2 separate regions of the Pan troglodytes genome follow, and region 2 is linked to region 1. The links are chromatin contacts, called in public HiChIP or PLAC-seq maps. All regions are on one chromosome and are shown on one strand. The core of a region is the stretch at or near the end of the contact, and the rest is flanking DNA. Distances in the headings are between cores, read along the strand shown. Region 1 holds the start of NPDC1 (neural proliferation, differentiation and control 1). Region 2 holds the start of LCN15 (lipocalin 15).

Evidence for each region. HiChIP or PLAC-seq counts read pairs in DNA pulled down with a chosen protein or histone mark.
Region 2: a contact with region 1 is called in an H3K4me3 HiChIP or PLAC-seq map of stem cell-derived excitatory neurons, with 3 times the contacts expected there. The contact joins the promoter of LCN15 here to the promoter of NPDC1 in region 1. A contact is called at or near these places in 3 of 7 Hi-C or Micro-C datasets (blood, induced pluripotent stem cells and stem cell-derived neural progenitor cells) and 1 of 1 datasets of contacts at active chromatin or transcription factors (stem cell-derived excitatory neurons).

Annotation. Positions count from the first base shown.
Region 1 is chr11:1,403,028-1,410,317 of NHGRI_mPanTro3-v2.0_pri, reverse strand. It overlaps NPDC1 (neural proliferation, differentiation and control 1), which reads right to left and starts at 4,471. Exons shown (of 9, transcript XR_010148524.1): 1 at 3,663-4,471; 2 at 712-858. ENTPD2 (ectonucleoside triphosphate diphosphohydrolase 2) reads right to left here. Exons shown (of 9, transcript XM_016962218.4): 8 at 6,725-6,859; 9 at 5,900-6,639. The coding sequence ends at 6,436.
Region 2 is chr11:1,682,265-1,689,554 of NHGRI_mPanTro3-v2.0_pri, reverse strand. LCN15 (lipocalin 15) reads right to left here and starts at 2,696. Exons shown (of 7, transcript XM_063787381.1): 1 at 2,606-2,696.

The DNA.
Region 1 (7,290 bases), core at 3,222-5,721:
ACCACCTGGCACAGGCCTGGGCATTGAGGCTGCAGGCTGCTGCTTTTTTTTTTTGAGACGGAGTCTCACTCCGTCGCCCAGGCTGGAGTGCAGTGGCGCGATCTCGGCTCACTGCAAGCTCTGCCTCCTGGGTTCACGCCATTCTCCTGCCTCAGCCTCCCGAGTAGCTGGGACTACAGGTGCCTGCCACCACGCCCGGCTAATTTTGTTTTTGTATTTTTAGTACAGATGGGGTTTCACCGTGTTAGCCAGGATGGTCTCGATCTCCTGACCTCATGATCCGCCCGCCTCAGCCTCCCAAAGTGCTGGGATTACAGGCGTGAGCCACTGCGCCCAGCCTTCTTTTTTTTTTTTTTTTTTTTTGAGACAGAGTCTCGCACTGTCGCCCAGGCTGGAGTGCAGTGGTGAATCTCGGCTCACTGCAAGCTCCGCCTCCCGGGTTAAAGCAATTCTCCTGCCTCAGCCTCCTGAGTAGCTGGGACTACAGGCGCGTGCACCACACCCGGCTACTTTGTATTTTTAGTAGAGACGGGGTTTCACCATGTTGGCCAGGCTGGTCTTGAACTCCTGACCTCAAGAGATCCTACAGCCTGGGCCTCCCACAGTGCTGGGATTACAGGCATGAGCCACTGCGCCCAGCTGGCCGCTTCTTACAGGGAGAGGTTCACGCAGGGACATCCCCCCCATCAACTTCCCCCTTTGCTCTCGTACCTGGAGGCCGGCGCATCCTGGGCACACAGAGCCCTTGCTGGTCCTCCTGGAAGGGCTGAAGGCAGGGCCCACAGGCATGTGCACCAGGAGGACACCTTGCCCGCCTCTTCAGGGCACAGTCCAGGCTCCCGGGACAGGCAGCTACATCTAGGAAGGAAGCAGAAGGCAGGGCCGGCTCACGGCCCCGCAGGGCTCGGCCCCTGCACACGGCAGCGCTGCCCCAGCCACCCGCCCCTGTCACCCCCAGAGCTGGCCGGGCCTGGTTCTGGCCATTGTTCTGGACAGGCCCTTCCTCCCTGACGCCAGGGCTCAGAACCCGGAAGCGAACAGTCCTAGGACTTATCAGAACTACCCTGCCCCACCCCTCCCCAGGGTCCACTTCCAGGCCTGATAGAGCCCTCAGCTCAGAAGCTGAGCCTCACTGTCCAGGCAGTGCTGAGTTCTCCTGGGCAGGGCCGTGCAGCCCCACAAGCCCAGCCTCCGGCCTCAACATGCCCCACAGCAAGCCAGGAACCCCGTCCAGATTGGGAGTCCCAGAGGGAAGGGCCCAGGTCTGTCTCTGGGGAGCAGCAAACGATGCCGCCAGCGACCTCTCCTTCCCGTGCGGCTCTCCCCAGAACCCGGCACTGACAAGTGTGCAGCCTGGAAGGGATGCTGCTCCTCCAGCCTCTGGCTTGTCCCCCAGGCACCAAGGACACCTAAGATGGAGTCTGCTGACCTCACTGGCCTCAGACACAGAACCCAGGCAGGTCACTCCCAAAGCCACCACACCAGGGGCTGCAGTCAGGGGCCAGGTGGCACCCGAGGGCCTCAGGAGGCCGAGGTTGGCAGTGCTGGGGATGGCAGGCCAGGCCCTAGTTCCCTAGTTCCTAACCACACTTTCATCTCACTGATGAGGGGCGCAGGCCATGGTGCCAGCTGACACATGTGGCTAATCAGTCTTATCCTGGTGCTGGAGAACGGGGCGAGGGGGCAATGGCCCTCTGCCTCAGTTTCCCCTCTGGGATATAGCTGAGTTGCCTCAAAGCTAAGGAATGTCCCCAGTCACAGCAAGCCAGTGGAGCCAGGGGAACCCCAGCAGGGCCATCAACCCTGCCTGGGGAGTCTGCGGTGGCACCTCTGGCTAACCAGGACTCTTCCTCTCTGCCCAGCCCCACACTGCACACTGCAGGCAGGGCCACCGGGGCCACACGGGGCATCGTCCTTCTCCAGACCTTGGTTGGCTGGCTTGGTTTCCTTGGTAACCTGACCCTCAGGGCCCTCAGGCTGTCCGCCTTCCTTCAAGGCAGTTCCAGCAGCCGCAGTGGCAGGTGGGCACAGGAGACAACGCCAGGCACCGCACACCCTCCACGAGCTGGGGCAGCAGCCTCCAGTATCAGTGGGCCGGGACTTGGGCACGTTAAACATTAAACCTGTGCCAGCAGGTCCACCTGGGCCCACCCGCCAACTTGGCACCTGGGGAGTGAGGCAGTCCCCGCTCCTGTGCTGATACCCCACCGTCCACCACGCCAAAGGCAGGGGCCTGAGGTACAAAGCTGGCTCTAGGGTCTGGGTTCCAGGCCCCTCCCAGCCCTTTTCCCCAGCCCAGGAGCTTCCATCCCCCACTTCCTCCTCCTGAAAAGAGGTCCCAGGAACAAGAGCAGCTGGACAGTGGCTGGCACACCCCCCTCCACCCGCCAACGTCTGGGGTGCCTGAGGGCCCTCCCTTCCAAGCACTGGGCACTGGGAATGGGAGGAGTTGCCTAGGGAGGGCCCTGCCAGGTCTCCCGATGAGGCAGACACGAAGCTGCAGAGGCCGGTGAACTGAGGACTGGCACCAGCCACCCACCCGGGCTCAGCACAGCAGCTGCAGCCCCGTTTCCTGAATGGGTGGCCTCCGCCTTTCCTGGCTGAGCACACTCTGATTCTCGGAAGCCTCTCCTGTTCATGCCCACCTCCCATCCAGGGGCACCGAGCCCAGGAGGAAGCCGGCCTCACTCTGGCCCCTTGAGGCCACACACACAGAACCAGGCTGCCCAGGACAGCGCCTCAGCTGTGCCACAACCCACTTAACTTCTCCATGCCTCGGATTCCTTGCCTGTAAAATGGGCTCACAGCACCTCTTCTGCAGGGCTGCCAGGAGTACTGTACGAATGCAGTCGCAAAGTCTCCCAGTTCAGTCCCCCCAGAAAAACGTCAGCTTTGCATCCTGGGTTCCTGCAGGGAGCTCTGCTCTCTGGACCCTCAGGACCCATCTGTGCAGGTGAGAGGGTGTCCCAGGACCCTGGGCTTATCACCCTCCTCCGGAGTCCACCTGCAGCCCTCAGTCCCAAAGACAGAATGCCAGTGCCCTCGAGGGCAGGGGATGCAGGCGGAGGCTCTGAGGCTGCAACAGTCTCCCTCCTATTGAAGCTAGAACAGCACCCCGAGCCTGCGCCATAAGTGCCCCCAGAACTTCAGCGCCCACCATGGCGCACAAGGCCGGTGCCCAGCGCCACCCAAGGCGTGAGGACAGGCAGAGCAGCACTGAGGCCCCGACCCCGGGACGCGCACCGGCAGCGAAGCCGGCGGGCACTCAGGGCCAGCCCCACACCCGCAGGAGCCCCGAACACGGAGACACAGAGACGCACACAGGCAGACTCCCGGCGGGCCCGCCCAGAGCCAGATGGCCGCGGCGCGGAGGCCTGAGCCAGACGGGCTCCCGGCGGAAGAAGCCATGAATGTAAGGTACGCCTCTGGGAACCGGCAGAAGCCCCATCCGGCGCGGCCTTTTGGAGGCTCCGCGCTGCGCCCTCCGGCCAGGCCTGTTTATTCCATCGTGGGCGAGGCGGGGCCGCCGCCACCAGCGGACCAGGCCTGCAGGGCCTGCGGGCCTGGGCAGGACGAGGGCGGCGGCGCCCGGCAACCCGGTCCCCGCCCGGCGATCCCGGCCCCGGGGCGCCCCGCGGCCTGCGCCCAGCGCGCTCGCTCACCCGGGTGGCCGGCGGCGGCTCCACGCAGGGCGGCGCCGAGGACGAGGCCGGAGAGCAGCAGCCGCAGCAGCCGCAGGTGCCGCGGGGAGGGCGGAGGCAGCGGCGTCGCCATCCTTCAGCGCCGCCGCCGGGGCAGCATGGCACCGCGAGGCCAGGGGCTCGGCGCGGGCTCCGGGCTCCGCGTCGGGAGCAGCGGAGGCAGCGGGGGAGGACGCAGGAGGAAGAGGAGGCGGATGCCAAGGAGGAGGAGGAGGAAGAGGAAAGGCACGGGCGGCGGCGCTGACGCTGCAGCAAGGATCCGGGATGGAGGCGCCGGCGAGGCGCGCACGCGGAGACTGCGCCTGCGCGCTCCACCTGAGGGGGCGGGAGGGCGGCTCCAGACTGCGCCCCCTCCCCCTGCTCCAGTTCTGGTCCCCTCTCCGGGCCTCGCTGGACCTCTCTCGGCCTCAGGGTGTCTCGGCACCTGCGGTCTCTGGGGCCGGTGCGGTTCCCAGAAGTCCGGCTGGGTTTGGGCCGCGGGTGGGCTTCTCCAGGATGCGCTCCCTTCTGGCCTCTTCCCGGTAGGACTCCGAGCCCCTCACCCGCACCCGCGATGGGGCAGAGGACCTGTGTGGGCCTAGCCTCGCGAGCGCACAGAGACACAGGAGCGCCGGGCGCACGCAGACAGGTGCTCACGAGCTGGGCAGGTGCACAGGAAGGCACAGGTGTGCCCACAGAGGCAGGGGCACCCCCACTCGCGGGAAAAGCAAATACAGGAACACAGAACGGCCCCGGCCCCGACTGCAGCTTTGGCTGGAGCCGCGGCGGCCGCGCGCAGTGAGGCCACCAGGGGGCAAGAGTGATCCGGAGCCACTGAGGACTGGAGCTGGGAGCTGTCCAAGGTGTTCAGGGTCCCCAGGTGACAGCCCTTTAGCTCCCTCAGGACAATGGGCATCTTTTTTTTTTTTTTTTTTTTTTTCTTTGAGACAGCGTCTCTGTCGCCTAGCCTGGAGTGCAGTGGTGCCATTTCGGCCCACTGCAACCTCCACCTCTCGGGTTCAAGTGATTCTCGTGCCTCTGCCTCCTGAGTAGCTGGGATTACAGGCGCATGCCACCATGCTGGGCTAATTTTTGTATTTTTAGTACAGACGGGGTTTCACCATGTTGCCTCAGCTGGTCTTGAACTCCTGACCTCAGGTGATACGCCAGCCTCAGCCTCCCAAAGTGCTGGGATTACAGGCGTGAGCCACTGTGCCCAGCTGACAACGGGCATCTCTGATGCCCCCCTTGCACCTCACCTGTTGCCTCCCAAGAGCACGCCCACCCCATCCCACTAGAAACCTCCTTTGACTAGTCATTCAGAGAACAAGAGTGAGACCTCCAACCCGGGGTGTCCCCTTGGTCCTTCCAGTCTCAGAACTTCAAAGCTGGGGCTGGCTGCCCTCAGGTTTATCAAATGACTTTTAAAAAATGGTGAAGAGGGGAGGGAAGAGCAGAATAAGAACCACCACCCTCCTCGCCAGGGCACTGAGCATAGAGACAGTGTCTAAGCTCACTTCCCAGGAAGGTGAGGAGGCGAGTGGGCAAGACCAGGCCTTCCCATCCTGGAGAAAACTGGCTTGGGGAGGGGCTGCAGGGCCTGGCTGGGGCTGCAGGATGCCTTTTGGAGGTGCAGGACACTCAGTCCCAGGTGAGAAGGGCAAGGTGCCCTGTGCCATTGCATGGCTCGGCTCCACAGCCAGGTTCTGTGCAAGATTCCTGCCTATGGGTCCCGGTCCTGATCTCATCTCCCACCCCTGTGCCACCTCCTGATGTGGGCCTGCCCTCCCTCCAGTCTCTACCAGCACTGACTGCCCCCTAGGAAGCCGCCTGGCTGGCTGCCACCCACTCTCCGCCACCTCCCTGACCTCTACCCTCACCCCCAGGCTCACTGTACCAGGACCCAACCTTCAGTCTGGCCTTGGTCACCAACGCAGATCCGGATGTGATGGTTTTGGGGAACTCTGCTGGCCAGAGAAGACTCAAGGGCCCAGGAACATTCCCTCGGGCCAGCCATCCTGCAGCTACTCTAGGCTGCCACGGCACAGCAGGGCAGCAGCCAGTGCCCCAGGCCTGGCTCCAGAGCAGAAGGCAGTAGGGAGGGATGGTGTCCACCCTCAGGACCAAGGGCAGGCCCGTGCGGCTAGAACAGCGGGAAGGTGGGGGCACAGGCCACAGCAAGGATGCCCCACCCCACAGACACTCTCCTTTCACGTCTCTAGGAAAAACTTTTTATTACAAAATTTTTACAAGTAGGTGCTGGGCTGGCTGCCAGCCCGTGGGCTGTGACCCTCCCCAGTACAGACCCAGACTCCACAGAAGGAGCCTCTAAGGGCTGATTCTCAGGACCAAGGCCCCACTCTCTGGAGACCCAGCCCTGAGGAGGATGAGGAGGAGCACGGGGCCTGCAGTGATGCCCAGGCTGAAGCGGGCTGGAGGGGTTCAAGGAGCTGGATTGAGCGCTCTTTGCCCACCCAGGCTCCTGTGGGTACCAGAGTCTCAGTTCCTATTTCCTGGGCTGCCTTAGGGGCAGAGACGCTGAGGGTGGGGTGGAAGGATGGAGAAGACAGTGGTGGGGTGGAGCGGTGGGGGATAGAGGGTGGGTGGAGGAATGCAGGATACAGGGGTGGGGAGAGAGGTTGGGAGAGGGGTGGGGATACAGGGGTGGGGGGTACAGGGGTTGTGGGAGGGGTGGGAGTACGGGGTGGGGATACAGGGGTTGGGGGAGGGATGGAGCAGCTGCCCCCGTCGGCCCCTAAATGGTGCTTGGCAGCTTGGCGGAGTGCACCTGACGCAGCAGCAGGACAAGCGCAGCCAGGAGCGCGGAGGCGAAGAGCAGCAGGAGGACGACCCAGGAGCTGAAGTCTGTGCCCTTGCGCAGCCCCGGCGGGTCGGCGGGGATCAGGTTGGTCAGGTTCAGCATGTAGCCGAGCGCCCAGCCCACTGCAGTGTCCGCGGCCTGCGGCGAAGGGCGTGGCCTCAGCTCCCGAGAGGCCCCGCCCCGCAGGGTCGGCCCCGCCCCGCCCCGCCCCGCCCCAGCCCACCTTCTTCTGGAAGATCACGCCGCCGAAGGCGCGCTCGTCGAAGCCGTAGCCGCGACTCAGCAGCTGCTGCACGAACATGGCCCCGGCGCAGTAGTCGGCCAGGCGGGCCCGTTGCCCTGGCACCCGAGCTTGCAGCTGGGACGCGGGCGGGACACCGTCAGGCAGGCGACCACCAGGAGGTCTCGGCCCCACGGGGAGAGGGGGCGGGCGGCGTGCTTCACCCCTCCCCAGACACACACGGGCCGTGCGAGGCCAGAGACCACCACACAGGCCCGGACATGAATGGCAAGACCGAGTCCGAGGGGCACCCCCGGCAGGGCACGCTTCCATCCCTCCCCAGCCAGCGCCCATGCCTGGAAGGCCAGTGAGGAGGGACAGCAGGCATGGCCACCAGGGAGCAGGAGGCAGCAACACCTTGGTGTGTGGCCAGGGGAACAGGACGAACTCCAGGCCTGAGTCTGCCCGCTGGCTCGCCGCCTGTCCCCACCTCCCTCACCCCAGTCTGTCTGAGACTAGGCCCTGGGAGGACAAAATGGGGCCTCGCTCACCACCCCGGTCCTGGGACG
Region 2 (7,290 bases), core at 1,447-3,946, 280 kb before region 1:
CGAGACTGAAATCCAGCATCCATGAGGAACTCCCAAGACCGAGTAATAAGAAAACAAGCCACTCCATTAAAAATAAAAAGAGGCCAGGTGTGGCATCTCACGCCTGTGATCCTCGCATTTTGGGAGGCCGAGGCGGGTGGATCACCTGAGGTCAGGAGTTCGAGACCAGCCTGGCCAACATGGTGAAACCCTATCTCTTCTCAAAATACAAAAATTAGCTGGGCATGGTGGCGGGCGCCTGGAGTCCCAGCTACTCAGGAGGCTGAGGCAGGAGAATCGCTTGAACCCGAAGTGAGGTGGGTGGGGGGAGGTTGCAGTGAGCGAAGATCGCGCCGTTGCACTCCAACCTAGGTGAAAGAGCAAAATTCCGTCTCAAAATATATATATAAACAAATAAAAATAAAAAGGCAAGAGATCTGAAAAGATACTCCACCAAAGAAAACATCCGGATGGGAGATGAGAACACGCTCAGCATCAGTCCATGGGAAGGTGCAACCTGGAAGCTTTTTGCGACCCCTCTGTGCACCTCGCAGACCACGGAAGGCGTTCCACAGAAACAGGCTCAATCCCTAGAGCCTGTGAGGGCCGGGAGTCAGCAGAGCTATCACCCTCTGCGGGAAGAACAAGACGGGACCACACTGCAAAACTTCCTGGCAGACTCTCATGCAGTGAAACATTCCACCAACCTACGTACTTATGGAGGTCTCCACCCGGGAGAAATGAAAACTATGTTTACAGCGAACTTGAGCACTTCTGCATGAGCAGCACGTGATGGACACTCAGGGGTAAAAGGAACGAAGGTGGCTGAATCCCAGGTGCACCCTGCAGAGGGACAGAAGCCAGGTGGAAAAGGCTGCGATCTGCGACTCCTTTTATAAGACGTTCTAGGACAGGTGAGCCCACAGGGCAGGGGGCTTCCCAGTGGCTCTGACGGCTGAGGTGCGGGCAGTGACTGACCGCAAGGGACCTTGAGGAAGCTTTGTGGGCACCAGAGCTGCTCTGTCGCACTTGCAGTGGTTCCATGAACATTTGCATTTGTCTAAACTCACACAACTGTGCCCTCAAAGGGGCGAATGCAGCTGTGCATATATCATACCTCAACTTTTATTTATTTGTGGTTTTTCTTCGTTTTCTTTTCTTCTTTTCTTTTTTTTTTTTTTTTTTTTTTGAGATGGAGTCTCGCTCTGTCGCCCAGGGTGGAGTGCTGTGGCGCAATCTCAGCTCACTGCAAGCTCCACCTCCTGGGTTCACGCCATTCTCCCACCTCAGCCTCCGGAGTAGCTGGGACCACAGGCGTCCACCACCATGCTCGGATAATTCTTTGTATTTTTAGTAGACACAGGGTTTCACCGTGTTAGCCAGGATGGTCTCGATCTCCTGACCTTGTGATCCACCTGCCTCGGCCTCCCAGAGTGCTGGGATTACAGGCGTGAGCCACCGTACCTGGCCTTGTTTTGTTTTTTAAGACGGGTTCTCACTCTGTCACTCAGGCTGGAGTGCAGTGGTGCAATCTCAGCTCACTGCAATCTCCACCTCCTGGGTTCAAGCGATTCTCCTGCCTCAGCCTCCCATGTAGCTGGGATAACAGTAGCCACCATGCCCGTCTAATTTTTTTTGCATGTTTAGTACAGACAGGATTTCACCATGTTGGTCAGGCTGGTCTCAAACTCCTGACCTCAGGTGATCTGCCCGCCTTGGCCTCCCAAAGTGCTGGGATTACAGGCGTGAGCCACTGCGCCTTGCCTTTTTTTCGTTTTTGACATAGTGAACTGGGGTCCTTTCTCAGAGCTCAGTCCCCTCCCACCCCAACCCCCATGCACTGCCCCCCCCGCCACCCCGCCACCCCCCCATGCACTGGCCCTCCCGCCACTCCGCCACCCCCCCATGCACTGGCCCTCCCGCCACCCCGCCACCCCCCCATGCACTGACCCCCCCGCCACCCTGCCACCCCCCCATGCACTGCCCCCCCCGCCACCCCGCCCCCCCATGCACTGCCCCCCCGCCACCCCGCCACCCCTCCATGCACTGCCCCCCGCCACCCCCCCAAGCACTGGCCCTCCCGCCACCCTGCCACCCCCCCATGCACTGCCCCCCCCGCCACCCCACCCCCCCCATGCACTGCCCCCCCCACCACCCCGCCACCCCTCCATGCACTGCCCCCCGCCACCCCCCCATGCACTGGCACCCCCGCCACCCCGCCACCCCCGCCATGCACTGCCCCCCCCGCCACCCCTTCCCCTTGAGCTCTTGCTGGGCTCCTGGCTCCTGCCCTGAGAGCTGCTCCAGTCCCCACCTGCTTGTTCTCCAGCCTCCGCTAATCCTCTGAGCTCAGATATTCTTCCAATAAATTCCCAATGGCTTCGGTCAGCCAGGGCTGCCACTCATCTGTCTCCCCAACGCCAGGCCTCGCCCCCACCCCGAGTGGCCCAGGCCCCTGCCACTGCAGCCTGCCTCTAATAGCACTTCCTAACCCAAGACCTCTGCCCTCAGAGGAGGAGGAAAAACCTTCCTCTCTCTCTTTGCCCTGCTGAGGGGGTCTGCCCTGCAGGATAACACCAGGGGGCCCCGAGCCCCCTCCCCTTCCCTGGGCAGCCTCATCACTCACGCAGCCTCATCTGCATGGCTCCCCTCCGCGTGCTGGTGGCGTCCCTCCATTCTTCCACCAGGGGGCGTCTGCTCTGCTCTGCTCTCTGAGCCCCGGGCTCCCCGCACCCCGCCTGCCCGCACCCCGCCTGCCTCTGGGTACATCGTTTCTTTCGGTTGGAGCTACCCCTCAGCGTCCCTCCTGAAAGTGTGTCAGCGCTGAGCCAGGATTGGAAAAAGAGATCGTCAACGTTTTATTCTGGTGATAATCCTCAAAATAAAATCATTACGAAGTCATGAATTCTCCCTGAATCATCATCTATAAACTTTTTTATCTTTATTTATTTTTTAAATTTTTCTGGAGACAGAGTCTCACTCTGTCACCCAGGCTGGAGTGCAGTGGTGCGATCTCGGCTCACTGCAACCTCCGCCTCCCGGGTTCAAGGGATTCTCCTGCCTCAGCCTCCCGAGTAGCTGGGATTACAGGCGCGTGCCACCACGCCTGGCTAATTTTTGTATTTTTAGTAGAGACGGGGTTTCACCATGTTGCCCAGGCTGGTCTCGAACTCCTGACCTTAAGTGATCCGCCTGCCTCGGCCTCCCAAAGTGCTGAGATGACAGGTGTGAGTCACCGTGCTCAGCTTATTTCTTTACTTTCTTAATAAACTTGCTTTCACTTTGTGGACTTGCCCCAACTTCTTTCTTGCACAAGGTCCAAGAACCCCTCTCCTAGCGTCTGGATCAGGACCCCAAGAATGAGAGAATGGGAAGGCGCAGGGCGTCCGACAGGACTTTCCGGGAGCATGTTTGCCTGACTCCAGGTGGGCCCTGTCGGAAGCTGGGTCAAAATGAAAGGCAGCTGCCAGTTACTATCCACGTCCTGGCCACGGGGGCCATTGCTCCGGGCTTGCTGTGGGCTTCCTGCTGGCTGCTGGAATCAGAGCTCTGTCCTGGTAGGGTCTGCTCATTGTCCATTTGCATATTCCCGTCTCCCACCATCCAGAAAACAATGTAACAGGAAGGGCACAGTGGCTGACGCCTGTAATCCCAGCACTTTGGGACGCCAAGGTGGGCAGATCACCTGAGGTCAGGAGGTCGAGACCAGCCTGACCAACATGGAGAAACCTCGTCTCTACTAAAAAGATACAAAAAAATTAGCCAGGCGAGGTGGCTCACGCCTGTAATCCCAGCACTTTGGGATCAGGAGTTCGAGACCAGCCTGACCAACATGGTGAAACCTCGTCTCTACTAAAAACATATAAAAAAAATTAGCTGGACATAGTAGTGGGTGCCTGTAATCCCAGCTACTGGGGAGGCTGAGGCACGAGAATCACTTGAACCCGGGCGGCGGAGGTTGCAGTGAGCCAAGATAGTGCCAACTGCACTCTCCAGCCTGGGTGACAGAGCGAGACTCTGTGTCAAAAAAAAAGAAAAAAGAAAAAAAAAAAAAAGAAAACAGTGTAGCAGGCAAAGGTTTGATTTCCACACCAAAGCCTAACTCTGAGAGCGTGGTTTTCTTCCAGATTCTCTCTAAATACTAATTTCAGGGAAGACAGGCCCATTCCCAGCCTCCTGGAAATCCTTCTCAACGCAGATCTTGAGTCTGTGGTCCCTCCCATGGTCCTCCCCACCAGCACTCTGCTGTAGCTCTCAGGCTGCTCTGCCACCTCCCCTCCCCATCTACCTGCTCAAGGACTGGCCCGTTTGCTGTCTTGGGTGGAAGGGACAGTCCTGAACTCTCTTCTTCAAAGTGACAGTTTAATTCTCCACCCCTTAAATCTTGGCGGGAGGGGCACCTTGTGACTGCTTTTGTAACTGAACACACATTCAGCTGCTCAAAAGCCAAAACTCAAGAGACGGGAGTTGGTGGGAAGAAAGCAATTTATTCAGACAGCCAGCAAACCAAGAAGATGGTGGACTAGAGTCCTAATGTGCCATCTCAGGTGGGTACAAATTTCAGGCTCTTTTTATGTTAAGGGCAGAGAAAGATAAGGTGGTTAGGATCAAGAAGTGGTCTACAGTCAGGTGCGGTGGCTCACGCCTGTAATCCCAACACTCCCACTTCGGGAGGCCGAGGCGAGCAGATCATCTGAGGTCGGGAGTTCGAGACCAGCCTGACCGACATGGAGAAACACCGTCTCTACTAAAAATACAAAATTAGCCGGGCATAGTGGCGCATGCCTGTATTCCCAGCTACTCTGGAGGCTGAGGCAGGAGTATCACTTGAACACAGGCAGAGGTTGCAGTGAGCTGAGATGGTGCCATTGCACTCCAGCCTGGGTGACAGAGCAAGACTCCGTCTCAAAAAGAGGTGACCTACATCTGGGTGGGGTGGCTCAAACCTGTAATCCCAGCACTTTGGGAGGCCAGGGCAGGTGGACCACTTGAGCTCACAAGTTCGAGACCAGCCTGGGCAACATGGTAAAACCCTGTCTCTACAAAAAATACAAAAATTAGCCTAGCATGGTGGTGTGCACCTGTAGTCCCAGCTACTCAGAAGGCTGAGGTTGGAGGATGACTTGAGCCCAGGAGGTGGAGGTTGCAGTGAGCCAAGATGGCACCACTGCACTCCAGCCTGGGTGATAGACCTTGTCAAAAAAAAAAAAAAAAAAGAAGTGACCTATGAGCACAGACATCTGGGCACCAGCAAGTCTGAGGAGGTTGGGAACCTCTTTGTCCTTAGTCAGGTCGCAATGCTTTTACACATATTTAATAAAATATTGTTAGTTGTTTATATACTTTCAACCTCAGAGTTAGTTTTTAAAACTACATGATTACTGTTTTTCCATATTATCTCAGTGCTCCGAAATTATCCTAGCCTACGTGCAGGATGGGTAAAGGCCCCTTGAAAACAAACGGAGTGAGTTATGTTAGTTCTACTGTTTTACTGTTATACTTTGGCCAATTGAATACAGTGGAAGGGATGCTGTGCCAGTTTGGGGAGTGGCCTGGAAACTGCTGGAAACTGCTAAACTGGCCTGGAGACTGCTACTTCCTGTGTCTTCGAAGTCCACTGGCACATGAGAAGTACAACTGCTCAGAGGCAGCCATGTTGAAAGGAAGCCCAAGCAGCCACGTGAACACCCTGGTTTACAGGCCAGCAGATCCCCCAGCAACAGCCATCATTAGCTGCCAGCTACTTCCTGCAACAATGTGATCCTAGATTCAGCAAAACAAAACAAATCCTGTTGCTGGTTTCTCCTGCTCAGGCCTGGAGGCATCCAGACCTCACCAGAACAGACACACAATATAGTGGAACTGATGTGTAGATGCAGTCAACACACAAGAACAACCATCACCCGGGGAGTCAACCCTGACCCCAGGGCGGGGGAGACCAGAAACTCTCTCCCATGTCCTCTCTCCCCTCGGCCTCAGGAGGGACCCATGTGGGCACTGGCATCCAGGATGAAGACTACACTTCCCAGCATCCCTTGCAGCAAGCAGTGGCCATGTGACCAGGCTGTGGCCAATGGGGAGGCGAGGCCTGTGCACAGCGGCTGCCTTTAGAGGAAGGAAGTTTTGTGCCCTGTTGTCCCCTTCTCCTCTCCCTGCTGGCTGGCAGGAGACAGGATGGACTCTCAGGGGGAAGCTACACCCTAAGGAAGTCAGAACAGCAAGATGGAAGGAGGCTAAGACCCTAAAAACTGCATAGAGAAGAATCTCCCGACTGCCTTGGACTTTCATGTGAAAGGAATGAACCTCTGTCTTAGTTAAGCCACCGTGATTCAGGGTCCTTGTCACATTCACCGAGGCTGTAAACTAATTGGTAGAAAGAACAGGAGCGGGAGGGGAGATGGAGTCAGAGAGGCAGGCAGAGGTCAGATCACATCAGGCCTGCAGGTCAAGATGGAGGAAGAAACAGGCCACATAGGACTCAAGGACCACACCTGCTCCCAGGTGAAGGGATTTTGCCGTGGGTGCCCCTCCCTGTCTGCTGGAGAAAGCTAATTTGACCCATTTCCCTTTAGGACTTTGCAAGATGCACGTCACAGTCACAGGTACTTGTCTCCTAACAGTCCTTTCAGGGGAACTGCCCCACCCCTAATTAACCCAGCCTCAGGTATTCCTTTATAGCAATGCAGGTGGACTGACACATATCTTTAGTGTCATGAGACTGTGACAAGAGCAGGAAAGAATCCTCGTGTGCATCCCTCTGAGCGTTGGGAGCTGTTGTTGTAGCAGCTGCTGTTACTCATCCTGACTGATACACAGACACCGCCAGTAGCCCTCTCTCCTGGAAACGCCATGTAAGTTAGGTGAGGCATGACCCAGGAAAGCTCTCAAGCTGACTTCCCTCCTACCCTCAGGGCTGCGGAGCAGGTCCCTCATTATCTAAGATCAGTTGGACACCTGTACGCCTGCCATGGCCTGGAGCAAGTGCCAGGCACTGTGGATGATGAATATGAGAACAGCATCAACCCTGACCTCCTGCAGGTGACTGGCCAGACCGTGGGATTCCTCCACAACCAACTCTGCACACACAGCTGACTCATGTCGAGCAGGAAGCAGAGCTTGGGATCACCTGACCCGCTCCCCTCACCTGGGAGCAGCTTATATAGAAGCGCCTGTAGTTCACACAGGGCTGATGGTTCCAGCTTCCAAGACACCCCGAGGCCTCCTTGGCTGCTTGGTAATCAGACCAGGTACGTGCAAAGAGGCATGGCTCTTTATTTTCACTTAATTGAGAAAACCACATCAGCAAAGAGA